Linked DNA regions of Capsicum annuum: region 1 is linked to region 2. Evidence: chromatin contacts called from public Hi-C data. All regions are on one chromosome and are shown on one strand. Each heading gives the region's core, a stretch centred on a gene start, on an enhancer-like site or on the middle of the called end of the contact. The rest is flanking DNA. Distances are from core to core; before and after follow the strand shown. Region 1 has its middle 7.2 kb from the start of LOC107861194. Region 2 has its middle 11 kb from the start of LOC107859313.

Region 1 (3,872 bases), core at 31-2,530, 48 kb before region 2:
TTTTTCACCAATATTGGACACATTTGCTCGTGACCTATATATTGTTGCCGTAAAGACCTTACGATTTTTCATATATTGAAACAGTAAAATATTTTAAAGGCTTAATACATAACCTTTAAAATTCATGAGGATATTATATTAGCATAATACATATACATGCTTTTTAATTTGGTCTCACTTTTTATTTATGTCCTCCAATTTTAGATGTACACGAAGAAACACTTAAATTTGTATAAAATTGATTAAGTAGACACATATATCTTACATGACATAATATAATATATATACTCCATCCGTTTAAAAAAAGAATGACTTATTCTGACTTGATGTAAAATTTAAGAAAATAAAAAAGATTTTTGAATCTTGTGATTTTAAATTAACGTTGTGTCAAATGTATCAAAATATCCTTTAATCTTGTGGTCCTAAACATGTCATGTGGAAAGTTTAAATTAAAGTATTACAAAAAAAATTATTCTTTTTTAAATTGAGGAGAGTTACTATGAGTCGTGACAATCAACAAATTCTTTATCCATATGGTTCCCTTTTCAAAAAATAAAATGCTACTAATCGATCAAAAAAAAAAAAAACTAAAAATTACACATGCACAACTTATGTTTTCAATATTACAAAAAATTCCAACTCTCTAAACATATTACAAAAATCCCAACATATAGACAGAATGTTATGTATATGTCGGCTATGTTATGTACTCCTTCCGTTTCGAATTAGTTGGCCCTCTGTCTAAAAAAATTTGTTTCAATTTACTTGTCCAACTTATCAGATCAAGACTATTTTATACAAATTCTTCCCATTCTACCCTTAATAAGTATTAAATATAACTACACTTTTCAAAAATTTTTAAAATAACACTTACATTTTTAATACAAACTTTATGAAACTTGACTTTTTTCTTCTTTTCAAGGAGTACTACTAGTATTCCTATAAGATTTTCAATCCATGCATGCATATGCTACAATTTACATACTTAATTAATTGTTGAGTCTTACAATGTTAAGAAGGGTAAAAAGGTAAAATATATTCCTAGTCATTGGATATCTCAATGGATGTGCCAAAGTTCAAAGGACCATCTAATTCGAAATGGCGGGAGTATATTAATAGGGAGAGATAGTAAAGTAACTAAAAAAGCGGGAGAGAGTGTAATTACTTGCAAAATTGTTGATATTTATAATTATCAAATAACGGAGTTCAAACGTTTTTTAGTGGGCTAGTCGTGGGTCGGTCCATGCTATATTAACCCTGAAGGCCCTAGCACAGGCCCAATATCTTGCTAATTGGATTCCGAATTTCTATTTTGTTTTGAGTTATAAGAGAAATTTCTTTTCGAGTTTAAGTGACTGGCTGAAACTTGATGGAGTAGATACGAGAATTTAGTTAACTAGAAATAAGAGGAGCATTATTCTATTCTTCATTTTTCTCGATCTCTTAGGACATAATTTTCTCATAAACACTAATTAATAATGAAGGGAACAAATTGATTATGAGTAATCCGCATGATCAATAGCTTGAGCCAACATATATATGTCTGTCTGTACGCACTCCATATGTAGGCAAGTTAATTAATTGATCATTTACTTTTATTTAACCATAATATATATATATATATATAAATGCTTGGGTTTTGTTATTCCATTCATGAATTATTTAATCTTTTGTCATCTCTGCTACAAAGACAATGTATAAGACAGTTTTCTTGATCGAGCTAACTAATTAAACTGGGCTCATGATCAATCTGATTAATAACTTGTTTAATTTGACCTTCATGATATTTTTTAATTGCCAATTCAATATCCCGGGCAACTACATGCATCATGATGTCACACTCTACATAATCTTCAACATTTACAGGCTTATGAGCTGCTTCATTTGCAGATCGAAGAGTTTTTCCAAGATCATCGTCGTCACCCAAACATATTTCTATTAGGAAAATGCATGCAATGCAATTTGTACTGGTACCTCCCATTATTATACTAGTTTTTGTTACTTTCTTCTTCTTTGATTTGATATATCAAAGAGTTTTCTTTTACTTTCTTTTTATACTCCATCATTTCTGTTGTCATAGCTGGATGTTCTATTTAATTCTCATCTTTAACATCTTGAATAAATGCCACATTTAATAATACAAATTCATCCGACCTTAAGCTTATAGATGTAGTAATAACTCTTTATAACGTTATAAAATGTGTCTCCTAATTGAAGTAGGTTACTAATGAAATAATTAAAATGCAACATTGTTTTTTATCAATATTGGACGCATTTGCACGTGACCTATATTTGGGTGCTGTAAAGACCTTACTATTTTTCATATCTTTGAAACAGTAATATATTTTAAAGGCTTAATACATGTCCCTTTAAATTCATCAGGATATTTCATTGCCATAATACATATACATGCTCGTTAACTTGATTTTAGTCTCATCTATATCTTCTAACTTTATATGTGCACAAATAAATATTTAAATTTGTATAAAATTAAATAAATAGACACGTGTATTTTACATGGCACAATAAATATAGAACGCTACATAAAGTGCGAGTTTCTGTAAGTCGTGACAATCAATATCTATATGGTCCCCTTTCGAAAAAAATAAATCTAGTAATTGATTCAAAAAAATAATGGCAAATTTCGATATTGTCCCCTTTTGGAGCTTAATTACAGAAAATTTCGATATTTTGCATAACTATTGAAAATTTATATGTTGGGTCTGTCGAGATACGTAATTAACTCTCGATACATCCAATGAAAATACATTTTTTTTATTTTGGGTCTGTCGAGATACGTAATACATCCAATAAAGATATATTTTTTCTTGTAAAGATACATAATTAGCTACCGATTTATTTTTTTTCGATTTTGGATCTATCAAGATACACAATTAGCTCCCGGTACATCCAATGAGGATACGTAATTAGTTGAGATACTTATAATTACTTTGTAAGAAAGAGAATTTGTGTAAATATGATAAGATAAGAATTAAGATGTATGTTTATATTTTTTTCCAAAACATAATGAGTAAAGTTTAAATCAATGACCGGATTTCGATCATTTGCCTAAACTTAACCCATAGAAAATTGAAATTCAGTCACTTTTATCTAAAATGTAACTAAAAGACCGATTCAATTTGTTTCAAAAATTTATCTCCTTTAAATTTAGATATGCGTTTATTTCCCTTTCTGAAATTCATTCTCTTTTTCTCAGGTTTCTTATTTATTTCTTGAAAATAACTGAGTTCAAGTCTACCGAAAAGACAAACAAAACAATTTTAAAACTCTGACAGGACTTTGTGAATATATTTTACTCCCATCTGTTTCAATTTATGTGACATATTTTGTATTTTGAGATTTAAATAATGTAAGTTTGACATGAATTTGGGCATGAAATATTTATTTTTTTAAAAAATAAAATACTATATATATTTGAGAACTACGTAAAAAAATATTATAAGTCACAATAATTGACTATTCAAAAAATTTGAAACATATATGAACAAATTACGATCAAACATAGACATATTTGAATCTCTAAAAACAAAATATGCCACATAAATATGTCACCATTATGGAAGTTGAGATAAACAAAGATATTACTGCCATTTTTGTTAGGTAATTTTCTCTTGTTTCGTTTTTTCTTATATCTTTTTCTCTTTCTTTGATTGTGATTAAAAGGTTTATGTTAATATATGATTTTGGTTTTTAGTGGTTAATTGAATTTAAAATGTTATATATTTATTAATTTATTTTTTTAATAAGTGGGGTATTTAATGATACAAATACATCTTACCCGAGCTTATAACTAAATCACTTGTTCAATGTTCCAAACTATAATGGTGAATATCCTCTTAGTTTTTATTCGT
Region 2 (3,919 bases), core at 1,239-3,738:
GCACCCCTAATTAATTATTATATCCCTAATTAAATATTATAAGTCATTTACATGATAACAAATTAATAATATTTAATTAGAAAAAATAAAATAGTTATTTATGTCATGTCTGTTTCAGCTGCTTCAATCATAATTTTACTGTATCACCCTTAATTAATTATTATAATTCATCTAAGCATTAAAAAATTAATAAAATTTAAGAAAAAGGTAAAATAGACATAAACTGAAAATTAACTCTTGATGTTTTAAATTAACTTGACGACTTATATGAAACCTTCTTAAATTTTTTTCACAGGTAGTTTTTTAAAGCAATTTTGATAAAGGAAGTTCATCAGCTGAAGCGAACAGCAGATCGACATGTCTTTTTCATTTGCTTCATCATTTGCTTCAATTGTCATTTTACTGTATTGCCGCTAATTAATTATTATAAGTCATCTACATATTAGAAAATTAATAATATTTAATACAAATAAGTAAAATAAATATTTTTGGCATGTTTGCTTTAACTACTTCAATCGTGATTTTATTATATCACCCATAATTAATTATTTATAAGTCGTCTAAGTATTTACAAAAATAATAATACTTAATAAAAAATAGATATAAAATGATAATTTTACTATGTCACTTCTAATTAGTAGAATGGACGAGAAATTATTATAAATCACAATAATTTAAACCTTACATTATTTTTAAAATATAATTGACTATCAATGCCACAAACGATTGGACAAGAGAGTAGCATGTATTATTTAAAAATTACATAAAAAAGTACTAAAAATTACAATGGTTAACAGCTTAAAATATTTAAAAATATATTAAAAATATGATTAATTATCTAAATTTTATTTGTGTCACATAAATTAAAGAAAAAAAATAATTTATATTGGACCCGTGCTAGCACAACCCATCGGTATATATATATATATATATATATATATATATATATATATAGTACAAAAACATCCGATATTTGACTGTGTATTTGAATTACTCTATTTAGTACTTAGATCAAGAGTTGTGAGACAAAACTTTTCGTGAACACCAACACTTGATCCAGATGAAACTTAGCTAGGCGAATTAATGTAGGATAAAATAATTAGTTAAATTAGGGCTCCAATGTATTAATTACTTTACTAGACAATAGTTCGGAATATTCTGATGAAGATAAAACTGATCAAAAGAAAGCCAACCGTACAAGTCACAACAGAATTAATTCAGAGACATAAAGAGATTACACTGGGAGTTTGACGCTTGAAACGAATATGGCAATGCATGAAATTACTCTGATGAAATATTAATCATACAACAACAACATGCCCAGTGTAATCCCACATGTGGCGGGAGAGGGTAAGATGTACACAAACCATATCACTATCTCTGCGGAGTAGAGAGGTTGTTTCTGGTAGACCTCAACTCAAAAAGCAAAATACAAGAGAAAAGAGAACAAAATAACAATCCACATAACAAGTGAAGCAACCAGTACTAAAACATCTGATAAATTTATTACAAAAGGGGCTGTAGTGTGCTAATGTACTTTTTCCTTAATTTGCCTTTAGACAAAGGTTCGAGTTGATCAGTTGGGGTCCTATACGTATCTTTCACTAGAAATGTCTCGGATCCTTCAAAAATGCCGTCACACCCTTGTCGGATCCGCCAAAAATATATCTACTTTTGAAGAATCCGACACACACTAGCATTTTACAAGGATCCAAGCAATAAAGACACTAGATACAGGATCAGGATTCTTGTTTTCCACTTCCCTAGTAATTTTACTCCTTAGTCCAGGCAACTGGCAAGACAATTTAACTTTTCTGATCAGAAGTGTTTAAAATGGTGATGAGGGTCAGGTCCTCCTGGACTGACACGCTGAGGCCAATCGCGGGCGCCATATTTCTGCTTCTCTCTTTCGAATTCTTCCTCCAATGCTTCCCTGGCAATCCTAATAGGCCTCAAGGGGCGAGCCTCGAGTAATGCAGATGAAAGCAAGAGCAAAATGATGCAAGCTAAAGACTTAAACATAGACATTGTATTTATCATTCAAGAAGTTGCAGTTACTAGCCAACAGCTGTAAGACTCAAGTGTTTCACAACAGCTTGAGAGTTCCATTTATATACATTTCTTGCTGTGACTGCTCGTAATGTTCGACAATTTTTTATACACTTGCAAACCTTTAGTTAGAGGAAACTGATTCAAGAAGCACAAACTTTTTTGTCTTTACTTGAAAAGTATACTTTTAACATCCTCTTTTGCAGTTTGAATCTAAACAAATTTCACTATCCAGTAAATTTTAGGCATGAGGTCTGCAGTGTCCATTTATGAATTTAAGTTAATCCCCAGAAGATAAAGTCAACCCTCTTTGTGTCAGCATATGTTAAAAGGTACTATAAGTTTGCTTTTTTTGGCCCATGCATAAGGATTTGGTGAGGACCACATCTAGGAAATGACATGGACAGATTATGGAGGATGACTTTGATAAAAATAGTGAATATACAGCAGGGAATTCAGCTATTTTGACTAGATGCTGATGGGGACGGAAGCTCATTCGCTGAACGGCTCATTATACGTCAACAGCCAATTCATCAGCAAATAGATACCAAATGGATTAGTCATTTCTGATAAACATGAAACTCATACAGTGAGTCGAGCAGAAAAAAGAACAGTTTTTTCTAATGCAAAAGCCAATAGGAACTAAAGATGAGAACAGCACCTCAACATCAACAGTAAAGTCAGGGATTAAATTAAAAAAAGTTCAAGATCATCGCACAACATTATCCAAATTAGGTATTTGGATAATCTTCTTGTCAAATCTTAAGAGAATAGTTTCTCTATCATTTCCTGTCCAGAGAATTAAAAAAATCTAACTTTGATAAAGTACTCTGGTTAAAGAATGACATGCCGAAACTTAAAATTACTATATCAGCAGAGAATAGCCATCTTCAATTATCATAGATTCAGCAGAGCAGGGGAACGGATATGAAATAAGATTGCAGTAAGAATCTTTCACTACAGTATGCTCTAGAATTCAGGATATTCACTGATTTATGCATTCCCTCAAAGCTAAACTTCAATAAAATATAAGAACGCAGATATTTTCAAATTCTTTATAGCCATGTGTCTCTTGCACTAAGCAGATATATCCATATTCTTGATAGTCATGTTTTGTTGGATTCGAAATCGAGAGGCATCATGCGAAAGCTTAGAGTTTGCAAACCAAGGCGGTGATTATTCAGATGACAGATAAAAATATATTAAAAAGACATATTATTGATATATTTGGCCAATTGACCTACACATAAAAACTAATATTAAAGAAAACATAAAATTATTGGGAGACTCGTAAATGACTACATTGTGAATGTTACTGTGTTATGATATGAAACGGGGGTGTTCTATTTATAAAGTTCCAAAAGCTTTTCACCAAAAAAGAAGTTTGTCAAATATGAAAAAGTTTTATATATGTTAAAGTAATTATGGTATTACTTTTATTTATTTTTCAAGAAAAGTAAAACTTAAACTTGGTAAGAAAATCAGGACAAAACCCTTTGACATGTTTCTCTTGCAAGAAACCTATAATCCAAGTCAAATAAATAAATAAATACATTACTAGGTAATTAAGGAAAAATTGCAGCCTTTTGCAACATAGGATGGAAGAAGCAAAAGTCAGCCTTTATTTCTTTTTGTTCTGCTCAACATTTCAGAATCACTTAGAAGTGTTGTGTACAATATGGTAATCAATGTTTTGATCAAACATAATAAATATTCATATCACAAGAGGGAACAAAATCATGAAGAAGAAAAAAACAACTGTCGATCACAAAAACTTTGTCTTAATCCTGAACTCCGTCTTCGTGAAAAGCTGGGACTAGAGCTAAGAAGTTCCTACATGTACATGTATTCATAATTCATCCTTGCTGTT

Evidence for each region. Hi-C and Micro-C count contacts between places; a contact is called where the count stands out from the background.
Region 1: a Hi-C map of placenta shows a contact between it and region 2, with 3 times the contacts expected there. The contact joins two enhancer-like sites. A contact is called at or near these places in 2 of 5 Hi-C or Micro-C datasets (leaf and placenta).

Annotation. Positions count from the first base shown.
Region 1 is chr2:126,692,914-126,696,785 of UCD10Xv1.1, reverse strand. No RefSeq gene overlaps it. Among protein-coding and RNA genes, the nearest start is that of LOC107861194, 7.2 kb to the right of the region's middle. Within about 2 kb of position 1,280, at least 1 of the 5 cell types and tissues checked has an H3K27ac peak or open chromatin away from gene starts, as enhancers often do.
Region 2 is chr2:126,645,895-126,649,813 of UCD10Xv1.1, reverse strand. No RefSeq gene overlaps it. Among protein-coding and RNA genes, the nearest start is that of LOC107859313, 11 kb to the right of the region's middle. Within about 2 kb of position 2,488, at least 3 of the 5 cell types and tissues checked have an H3K27ac peak or open chromatin away from gene starts, as enhancers often do.